Regions from separate parts of the Anas platyrhynchos genome. Here region 2 is linked to region 1. Evidence: chromatin contacts called from public Hi-C data. All regions are on one chromosome and are shown on one strand. The core of a region is the stretch at or near the end of the contact, and the rest is flanking DNA. Distances in the headings are between cores, read along the strand shown.

Region 1 (5,725 bases), core at 2,349-4,848:
GTGGATGACCAGCAGGCCATGACAGGTAGTATGGCATTGTGACTTCATGTTACTTGGAGGGGGGAGGGGGGAACGGTGTTGTGGAGGGAACACGCAAAACAAAAAATGTCAGAAGTAAAATGCCCTTATCTGAAAGCAACCGACACTTTCTTTATTTGAGTAAGATCTATGTTGTGCATCTTGAAATACTATTACTACAAGTGCATTTATTACACTTGACATTAATATTACTGTAACACTGCTATTGAAATTAAGAAAACCTTCATGCTGACTTAAATGAATATTTTTATACAGTAATTGGAGAGAAGTCATTTGATACATCACTAATGAAAAGGCAAGTAAAACGCTTTTGCTAACATACTAAGTTTAAACTAAGACTAAGCTCTAAGCCATTGATGTAAGAGGGAATTTCAAAAACATTTGAAGGGTATTTTGTCACATTTTCAAGTCTTGCATCATGTTTGTCTTGAACACTAGAATGGTAGTTTTGTTGTGGGAATAAAAATAGTATGAATGCTAGTAGATGTTACAAATACATTCCTATGATGTCTCAAAAATGATAATAGAGGAGATTTTTTTTCTCCCTTTGTTCTGCTAAATATTTCTAACATGTGTATTGTTAATAGGAATAGACCTTGATTTCTTGCACAGTACATTGAGCCTACTTTTGTTTTAGCTATTTATTATTTTCCTTTGTTTTTATGTTTAAATAGCTTCTATCATTTGTTTTAGGCTTTGTTAAAATGGTAACAATTTTAATGTTTTTTAAATGGAAAGCATGTCCTGTAGTCCTTTTTCACTCCAACCAAATACTCAATATCATGTCACTGGTAGAAGAATAATTACGAAGGTATTCTTGGAGCTGAAAATATTTCTAGGATCATATATTACCAATAGATCTTCCAGATGTGAAGAAAAGATTTAGTCTGTGTATGTGATGATGTTTTGGGTCATTGTCCCTATAAAGCAGATGGCCTAAATCTGTTATTTTCTTGTCATGAAAATATATATATAGTACCTGAGGAATTAGATCAAAAATATCTTCTTGCTGCCTCAACTCGTGACTGAAATATTAAAGTTACTTTTGGGACTCTATCTAGATAGAGGAAGCTGTTTAGAACAGAAGAAAATATAGTCTTTAAAACCAAATTTGTATTTCCTCTGCTCCTTACGGCAGAGTTTACATTAAAACACAATACAGGTTACAAAGTCATCAAGAAGGATTAGTTTTGCTTTTGGGCTGAGTGCAAACTGCTTAACAGAGCTGTAGAAATCTAAGATATATATGAAAGAGTGAAATGAAAATCAGAGTTTTCTATGAAGTATAGTGTAGTCAATGAAGTAATAAGCAAAGAATGCAGGACTCCACTATTTTTTAATCCTTCTAAATTGTGAATCAGATGTCATGATCACAGCAAAGAAATGTTAAAGCCAGTGAGTTTTTTCACTTCAGTTGCCTGTTAATCCAGGGAAGGTACTGTCTGTCCATCCAGCTTCTTGTACAACACTTGTATGCACTCCAGATGTCAGTACACATATCAGAAATTTTCCTGTTAACTCAAAATAATTCTCAGATCTTCAAGCTGGAAGTTGCCCACACATGCATAATCCACAGATTTTGATTTTTCTTCACCCAAAGGGAGAAAGTTGTCCCAGTACTCTGGAGGGAAAAAATCTTCCAAAATTCTCTTTTGGAAGCTGTGTGGACATTGCTGTGGCCTCCTCCATCTGCGAGAAGGAACTTGGTGTGAGAGAAGGAGCTGTAGGAAACTTGAAACTCTGACAAGGGAAATCTGCTGTTAATCCCAGTATAATTACATTTTCTTTATGGAGTTTCTGTTGCCATATAGAAACAGCTGTTTTTTTTTTTTTTTTTTTTTTAACATAAAATTTTCTCCAACTTAAATTTGTACTTCCATCTTTGGTAGACAGTCAAATGTATACAATGCAATTAAACATGTAATAGTTTTGAATTCCCTAATGAGCTAGTGAAAGAGTTGCCATATCACATTGGAGTGCTTTTGCTTTAAGCTGCTTAGAACTTCCCTTCAGATGTCCCAACAATCAGAAATATGGTTAAAAAATAACCTTGAAGTTATTTGTGTGAAACATTATTATTGGATAACAGAGAGAATGAGAAAAAAAATAAAAATGGAGTTGCTTCCCATAATTTCAGTTTCCCCTGCATTAAAAACAAACAAACAAAAAACAAAAACAAAAAAAAAAAAAAACACCACAGGTCAAGAAAGCTTAAGCTGGAAGGGAAGCCATTAAGTAGTTCAGCCTGAGTTTCCATCTTTACATGTTATAGAATATCACCTATTCATCCATTTATTGAACACTCTTACCTTTGATAAACGTGTAATTTATGCATGGGTAAACAATCGTTCAGAATCATAACTAGCTTTCATTGGAAGTCATGCAAGTAGTTTTGAAAATTTTGCTCAGCGTAGAAGAGTTTAAATACTTGCAGTACATTATTTTATTTCCTTGAAATCTGTAGAGAATAAAAGATGAATGAAAGAGATTGCTACAGTTGGATGTTAGAAAGGATACCTAGCTTATGATTATGACAAGACATTCACTAGGCCTTTTGTATGATGTTCCATAACACTAAAACAGGTAATGCATTTTGTGCACCAACCTGGCAAGTTTAAACAACAGCAACAAAACCACACACAAAACAGCCCAGCTTGTAAGTACAAAGTGGAGTTTCTTTCTTCATTGTTGTAGCTGCAAATACTGTGGAGCATTATGTGAAGTCTCAAGTCCTGTTAGCAACTTTGTACAAGTAAAATGTTAGGAGGAGATTTGGGATGTGAGCCCAGATTTCTAGAACTTTTTTTATTACTGTGCTATAGAAAGAAATACATTTAAGCTAGTGAATGTACAGAGGATACGGAGCTACAGGCCAAAGCTTAGTGGATTTTTGCCATGACATTTACGCAATGCCATCTGAAGTGATATAAGGCTGGAATATATAATGTTCCTTCTTTAAAAGATGAACTTCAGCTCTCTCTGGCTGTGATCTAATATACAACTCTTGGTCTTGTAGAAAGTTGTGGATCTGGCATTTTTCAAGACATCTCCCTGGCTGGTTATTGCAAGGAAGAACCCACCTTCATTAATATATGAGGGAGCAAACATGTTTAGAACTGATGTTTGGAATGTTTGGAAACAAGGCCACCAACAAGGCTGTCCTTGGGGATTAAGAAACTTCTAGCACTGCTCAGCCTGTATGACTACTGATTGCTGATGGTGTTTAGTGGTATCAGTGAAGTCATATCTTACAAGGAATGCATCCTGCTTGGAAAAAAAAAAAATCATAAATTATTAGCTTTTTTTTTTTTTTTTTTTTTGGAGGGGGGGGGGCGTCTGAAAGGTATTAAGGTATTATTCACTCTAACTTTACTGATATATGTATTCCTATCACTGTGCTGTGACTGAACCAGTTTGTGACTCCATGTCACTGGGCAAAACCCAAATATATTCATCTTGCCCTAATACTTGTTCTGTTCATGCACATATACACAGACACTTATAAAAGTCTGAGCCTGCTGCAGGCATATCCAGTCTAAGTCAGAGCTCACTCTCTTCTATTGAAGTAGTACATACAGGAAAGAACAGAGGGAACTTGGCCTTCAACACTTTGCAGTGCAACTGAAAGAACATTATAAAGCAACTTCATGCCAGTATTTGTTCCAACTTGCTGTTAGCCCTCTTTGTACTACATGAGACCAAAAAACTCCTAAAGAAACAGGCAAATCTAGCCTGTAGATTAAGTTGTAAAATTGATTTGTAATGAAAGGAATTTTGTCATCAGACCTGTACAATGTGATGATGAATTTTCCTTGTACTGTCCCGCTTCTTTAAAATGAGCCTGGAGAAAAAAAAATCTATGTACTGTTAGAAAAGGGAGCTCTCCAGTGGACAAAATTTTGGTCTGCTGGATAAGTAATTTAATAACTAGCTTAAATACTGAACTGTACACAGTGCGCCGTGGCAGCATTGATGCTTTTCTTCAGGCTAGCTATACAGTCAGCAAATTTTAGACTTTTGGCTATGCACAACAAGAAAGGACCCAAGTGTAATTGTCAGGCTTGCTTGTGTTCTCCTCTCTGATGTAATAAAATCCCTTGCTATTTTCAGGATTACAAAAGACACTGGCATATCACTTACTCAGGCTTTCAGCTTTGTTCATCTCTTGAGTTGTGACTGCCTTCACCCAATGTTTGTCCCCATGATAAAAAGGTTTCAAGGAAGGTTCTATCTACCCTTGCAGGACAGGTATTTTCAGGACTGTTTAAACAAGAATTCTTCCTTATTCCCATCAAATCATGCCTTTTTAAGCAAAACACATGGAGAAAAACCCTTACACTATTCTGTGAAAATCTAGCATTGTAGTTTTAGCTCTTAGATTGATCCTTGTATAGTTAATGTTGTGTTAACTAATTGCTCTTGCTTATAGTAAAATCAAATATCCGATTAACTGTAGCCAAAGTGTGGAGTTTTATTGGCAGTTGTATATACTATGGTACTGTTCTTCAGTTTAGAAAGCTTGCTGTTGGCCTTATCCAAACAGAAAAAGCTTGGTGGAAAGATTCCCAGATGTTTATCAGTAGTTTGAATGAACTTAAGAAAAATCTTCTTCAGAGTCAAGGATTGCCCTGAACATTCTGAAAAGTGTGATTTTTTTTTTCAGACACTTAATCATGTGATGTGTTTTTTGACTTCCCATTTCAAATGCTAACATGTATTTTCTTTTTACTGTTTGAAGGTCAAATGGCTGGTGACCACACACGGCTGGAATTCCACAACATAGAAACAGGAATAATAACTGAACGGCGCTACCTGTCTTCTGTGCCTTCTAATTTCATTGGGCATCTGCAGAGCCTTACATTTAATGGCATGGCATACATTGACTTATGTAAAAATGGAGACATCGATTATTGTGAGCTAAATGCAAGATTTGGGTTCAGAAACATCATAGCAGACCCTGTAACCTTTAAAACAAAAGCAAGTTATGTTGCATTGGCCACACTACAAGCATATACCTCTATGCACCTTTTTTTCCAGTTCAAAACAACCTCTCTGGATGGATTGATACTTTATAACAGCGGTGATGGAAATGATTTCATTGTGGTTGAATTAGTAAAAGGGTATGTATGGATGGCTTTAATGACAAAAACAGTCTAGACAAAAAGAATATATATTCAGGAGAAAGACAAGGGAAAGTTTAGAATACAAATCTTTATCTGACTGGGTATATCTGATGGATGAATGTTTTCTCATGTTAAACTTCATATGAGTTTTTCTTTCAGATAAAAATAGATGCCCCAAAAATATGAAATTAAATAATACACATAATTTCTATAACGTTTAACCCAAAGAAGCATTAGATGATAGCTTTCCTCTTGTTCTCTATGTATGTATGTATGTACATGTTGGTACAAGGAATTCTCCTCATTTTCCAGAAACTTGGGAGTTCATCTCAGTTCGTGTAAATGACCAGTGATTTCTCTGAATTAAGGTTGCTTGCCCATTTGACATTCAGTGTTATCTTCCTTTTTTACCAGTACTACTGGTAAAAGTACAAGGAAAAAAAAAGTACAAAAGAAGTACAAGGAAATAGAAAATATAAGATGTATTAATTAATTAGTGCCCCCTTGATATGTAAAGAAAAGGAAACTTCCATTTTTTTTCCTCTTTTCCCAGCTATTTACAC
Region 2 (5,725 bases), core at 1,436-3,935, 590 kb after region 1:
TTTTAATATTATTGTAGCATTGTTAAAGGTCTGCTGTCCATGAAGCAACTTTTCTTTATCCTAGACTTTTTTTTTCCTTTCTTCATAGATGTCAGTCTTGTTCCCCGTAGTGCATGCTCTTCAATCCAGCAATCCATACATTACAGTAACTGAAATCTGACCTTCAGAATGTCTCGTGTGAAATAAAATATCATGAACTTGCTGTGATATTTGCATTATATGGATAAAATTCCCAGTGGTCCAGTGAGAGTTCCACCTCAGTATGAACCTTAGAACTGTCCATTAGTTCCAGCTGCCCCATATTACATTTGGCAGAGGAGTAAAGGCACAGTCAGCATCACAACTAATGCCATTACTTTTTGAAAGCAATACACACATCCAGGGTTGTGTCTGGGCTCATCTCCACTCCTTCTAGAGCAGAATAAGAATGGAATGCATGCATGCAAATGTTTTGCTTTTAACATGAAAGGGGGGGGGCGGGAGAGGGAGAGAAAAAGAGGATCCTACAAAAAAATTGATCAGGTGGGAAGCAGCTCAATTTTGCAGTGAGGATGCAAATTTGAGCCATCCCAAGAAGTTTAGCAGCTGGTGACTGGGGTTGTACGTAGCTCCACTGGCAGTCTTGCATCCTCCATAATTGCTACACTTGCCTTTTTGATGCTCAGGCTTCCAAGGCAAGCAGTACTTCAAAAATCAAAGACACTTTAGCAATTTCTTGAATGAATCCAGGTATTTTCTGGATGGAGGCATTTAATTTGAAGGAACCTTGATTTGAGAAGGCACTAGAACAAGTGTGTTTGATGCAAAATAATTAGGTTTGCAGATTGAAATTAAAAGCTGGTTTGGATGAAACAGAGTTGTACCTAGTGGATAAAGAGCTCTACTTATTGGTATTTTTGCATCTCAAGGGGGATTGATGCTTAATCTACATTGATTGAGACTTCAGTGGATATGAGAAACAGATGATTCCTTGACCAATTAGCTCCTCCATTTTCTGTTGCTCATAACCCACCAAGGTTCATTGAATTTAGTGAACCTTCAAGTTTCCAGAGCCACAGAAGTCTCCTTCATTTCACAAGTGTGTCTGTGCCAAAAGAACATCAGATTTTTAGTAAATCAGTGTTTACCCTCTATTACAAAAATATCCTCTGAAGTGGATAATTGAGGAGACAGCTACATTGCTCTATATGAAAGCAACAATGTAAGTGTTGCTTGAGTGACGTTCTTGCATTTTAGTAATAAAGAAACTGACTGAGGAAAGAGGAAAGAAAACAGGGAATGGCGCTGAAGATTATATGCAGACCTTTGTGTTTTATTAGTGTCATCAATTTTGGACAAAGCTTGTCAAATATCCTGAAAATACACCAATTCTTTGTGAGCATCTTCGCTGAAACCCAAGCTGTAGATGCAGTTTTAATTTGAGGTTTGCATTCATGCAGGCTTCAGACAGATAAAAAGCTTGCCCATGTCAAGCAAATGTGAGCAGACTATGACAACAAAATCTGGCATTTTTAGAAAGAACGCTGGGTTTCTTTCAACTATACTCCCAACATCTCAGTATAAATGCAGGAGACTGCTGAAAACGTCATAACAAACTTGGCACTACAAGGACAAGTTTTAACACCCTAGATACTGTTTTTGAAAGGTCTTCATCTCTTGTTATGTGACTTAAAGAGACAAATGTAATGATATATGATAGTAGATATGGAAAAAATTGAAAAGCTTTTGTCAGCACTCTGTGTATTGTGCATATTTGTTTGCTCTTGGCTCTTAAGATTAATGAGTAGTTAAAGCAGTCTGTGGGTCAAGGTGAAAGGTATTTCTGTAAGAGAAAACGGCATGTATTGATTTGTTCAGTTCAAGAGACCAGGCAAACAAGCAAGGAAAGGGTATAAAGAGCCTGTCCTGATCTGTGGTAAGTGAAGGCTAACAAGGAGTTGCAGCCTGGAATACAGAGAGTGAACCAAATTTGTGTCTGCGTGTCTCAGGACAACTAACAGATGATGGATGGTGATAGCTGGTAAACGTAGCATGTATGTGAATTGGTTGCTTTTATGATGTATTTTTTATTTTAACTCTTGTCCTGGTTTTGACTGGGACACAGTTAGTTTTCTTATTATGCAATCATAGAATGGCGGGGGGGGGAGGCTGGGGAGTAGTAGAGAGGTGATCCTGGCAGGAGAGGGTAGGGCTTATACCTGGAAGTGCTAAGAGGGAGTCAAAGATTCTAACAATTCATTATGGCAAGGACTCTTTCTTTTAAAACCGTAGTGAGCTTCGGTTTTGTTTTGAATTCAAAGATTATGAAAGGAAACCTGCAATAATAATTAGTTTGACTCAACACATGGTAATTTTATGCAAAGGGAACATAAAATGTAGATATTGAATCACACCTACATTTCAGTAGGAGAGGATGTTTCATTAAGTTAGGGCAACCCCATACATGAGTTTATAGGATCCAAATATTTCTCCTGATACAACTGTGCACGTTTCTCTAAGGGCAGAATTTGGTCTCTGAGATGCAACTTCTTTGTCTGATGCTTCAGCCTTTAGAGACTAGCAGATCTCTACATATAATTAACACTTCTCTGGTGTATAATGCATAGCAACACAAGTGTAGGGTCAAGTGTTTAGTTTCTTGCAGCTAATCTTATTATCACTCATGGAGCATCTAAGCAATGTAAAAAGCAAGAAGCCCACATTGCCTGTGGCTAAGCACTTTACTGCAGATGGACTTCATAGCCCCTGGACTTGTGCTGTCAGAAACAAAAAAAGCATGAAATTTTCTTAACCTCTTCACTTCTGAACTCAGGGTATGAACAGTCTAAAACAGCTCTCGCTATTTTGGTAAACCTATTTCCTGTATAAATAGGCCTATAAACTGAATGTTTTACATTTGGGGGCCTGATTCATTGAGTTTGATCCTTCACTGAAGACTGTACTGATCAGAATAAGCATCATCAAATCAGCAGACCATATTTACAGTTTAAATCATAATATATAACATTCAGATAATCTTTGATTTTGAGAATGTTTTTGAATGCTGCTGTTAGTATGTGATCAGCTGCCACTGTTATCAGCCAAGGACTGCTATGAAAATCCTCTTATTCTTTCTTCAGCATCCTTATTTTGAATCAGCTGCAAGGACACACACACACAAATGAAAGAACAACAAATTAACAGAAATTCAGTGTCCTCGATTAGGGAACATGTGGTACAAAACTGAAATAGACTGAACAGAATAAATATTGGAACTCAAGTTGCCTTCTATACCTTAGTAAAGCTCAAGTTACCAAATACTCAAAATATTTATGGAGTACATGAAAATATACTTTAAGAAGAATTTTACTTATCTATGGAAAAGCACAATAAAAAGAAAGATATGTTAGGTTGCTTCTGTACCACTTCTGCTGTAAAGTCTCTTGTTTTTGCTTGGCCAAATTACAGACATCCTAACTTCCATCACTTTCCAGCAGATGAGGATCTGGCATGCTATGCATAATTCTCTATGAATTCCTCAAATGAATTAGTCTTATATAAAAGTAAAATGCAAAAGAAATCATCAGGAAAACCTGTGAAATCAGTCAAATTTATCAAACCACAGTGAGGGACCTGAACTCATCTGTGACCAAAAACATGGGTGATATTTGTTGTTGTTCTTGTTGTTTTATACTTGAACTCAAAGAAATGTTACAGTGAAAAACAATGGCCTGTTCAGAAATCAAAAGTAATTAGGAAAATTGCAAATTTTGCCCTCACACCTGGGAAGATGCCACATTTAAATACCTGAAACAAGCAGGGTTAATGTTTAGGAATTCTGGAACCTCTGTTAGTGCTAACCTTCTGTCTCTTTTTTTTTTTTTTTTTTTTTGTGCAGATAGGAAATCATGACTGTCCTCTTAGCAGGCTTCACGGTCTTCATTTGTGGCTAAGATTTGACTAAGTCAAATCTAATTCTGTTCACCTCTGGTTGTGGGCTTTGGCTGCCTGCTGGACAGCTTTGCATAACTTGAGGTTTCATTACGAAGATCTTACCAACCAGTCTAATTAGAACTTCTAAAAACTTTATCAAAATAAGTCAGATGCCTTTTAGTGTATGTTAAACTACTTGATTACAGCCTTGTAAGGATGGTACAGTCGTCTTCAACCAACTCTACAATATGGTAAAATGATACATTTTATTTAGTGAAAGCAAAACTTATTAGAAGCTAATACCTCTCTCCAGACCATCTTTGTTGGCTAGAATGTGTTTATTCTGGGACATGGGGAGAAGTGATATAGCCAACATGTCTTACCTACTCCACTGCCAACTCTTGGAGAGTACAGAACATTGTCATTTTTTACAAGGAGATAGCTAGGTGAGATGAGCCACCTAGTCACATTTCATCTTTCCATCTGCAGGTAAGATCCACGAGATACTCAATTACCATTAATATGTCACAGAGGTAGCTAAGATGCACCGGTGTTGGGAATAGCAAGCTGTGTCTCTTGCTATGAAGCCTAAAGCATCACAATGCCTCTTTGCTAAGGAAGGATTATGTAAAACTTAGCCTTGCCCTTCAGATCTGTCTCATATCCAAGAGCAGGCAGCTGCTCCCATTCTCTGAGTGAAATGGTGCTACCTGCCTGAAGCGTCATGATAGAGTGGTGCAAAGCTGCTTCTACACTCTCAAGGGGAAGGAAAAGAAGCAGCACCGCATTCATACTTCTGCCCTGGTTCTGCTAAATGGGAAGACAAAATGAAAGTCATAAGCTCGTGCATTCCCTGTTCTGGTGGAGTGACCCCAGTTCCAGGGAGTATTGCAAGTCTTGTTTGAAGGGCAGACTTTGCTAGACTCTGAAAGAGGAGAGCTGTGAGGTTCTGGCATTCCTTTACTTGCCAGATTTGTCCCCTTGTCCCAGTGTTAGCTTCCCTAGTGTTAGCCCTCCATTTCACAGGTTATTCGCCTTCAGAGGATTTCTATGTCCTCTCTGTCCAAAAATATTAACTTAAAACTCATTGATAGAGACATGGGGAAGCCACATTGGATACATTGGCTGCAACTTTAAAAACTGCCATGCATGTTCCCCTATAGGAGCAAGACAGAGTCATTTAAATGATTAAAATCCTCTGTCTGGAGTTGATCTTCTTTCTCTTCAAAAGCATCTGACTCATTCTGAGAACACGCTGAATGTAGTTTGCAATAGAGAGGAGTTGCCCGTGAATGTTTCTTCTGTTTCTCAGCTACTTCACTGAATTTCCTTTCAGGGCTAGCACACTGCTGCATGTATTCACAAATGCCTTTTGAAATACCTACAATTGTTTTTTAGTGTCTCAGCTCAGTCTTTCCTGATGTTTCCTCAACTCCTTTGTATGTTGGCAGTTCTGGAAAGATCTTCCAGCCCTGCGAATGCGCTGGTTGATTCGGCCACCACATCTAGCAAGCTTGCTAGTTCCAATCACTTTCACTTCTTGGACCCTTCTGAGAGCCAGAGCTCTCCTGAAAAAGTTGATTTTTTCATCTCTTGGCTGGCAGCCTCCTCCCTGTGTACCTGCTGAAACTCAGTATTGGTGATACCTGATACAGAAGGATTGGTTTGTACTCCAAGTGTACTGGTATGCTTTCATATGCCAGGGAATCTGGGAAACAATTTCCAGTAATGTTTTTGAAATCTTAGATTCACAATCTTCGATTGAAAGCAGTGATGTGTTTTCTACAATGGGTCTTCCCCAAGAGTCAGATAG

What was found. Hi-C and Micro-C count contacts between places; a contact is called where the count stands out from the background.
Region 2: a contact with region 1 is called in a Hi-C map of F1 follicle, with 2.9 times the contacts expected there. The contact joins two enhancer-like sites. A contact is called at or near these places in 3 of 8 Hi-C or Micro-C datasets (F1 follicle, skeletal muscle and subcutaneous adipose tissue).

Annotation. Positions count from the first base shown.
Region 1 is chr3:17,415,058-17,420,782 of IASCAAS_PekinDuck_T2T, forward strand. It overlaps NRXN1 (neurexin 1), which reads left to right. Exons shown (of 23, transcript XM_072035416.1): 13 at 1-25; 14 at 4,778-5,159; 15 at 5,716-5,725. Among named protein-coding and RNA genes, the nearest start is that of NRXN1, 330 kb to the left of the region's middle. Within about 2 kb of position 3,599, at least 1 of the 8 cell types and tissues checked has an H3K27ac peak or open chromatin away from gene starts, as enhancers often do. A contact at or near this core is called in F1 follicle, where this site is marked.
Region 2 is chr3:18,003,621-18,009,345 of IASCAAS_PekinDuck_T2T, forward strand. The region is part of intron 1 of FSHR (follicle stimulating hormone receptor); the gene reads left to right. Among named protein-coding and RNA genes, the nearest start is that of FSHR, 28 kb to the left of the region's middle. Within about 2 kb of position 2,686, at least 1 of the 8 cell types and tissues checked has an H3K27ac peak or open chromatin away from gene starts, as enhancers often do. A contact at or near this core is called in F1 follicle, where this site is marked.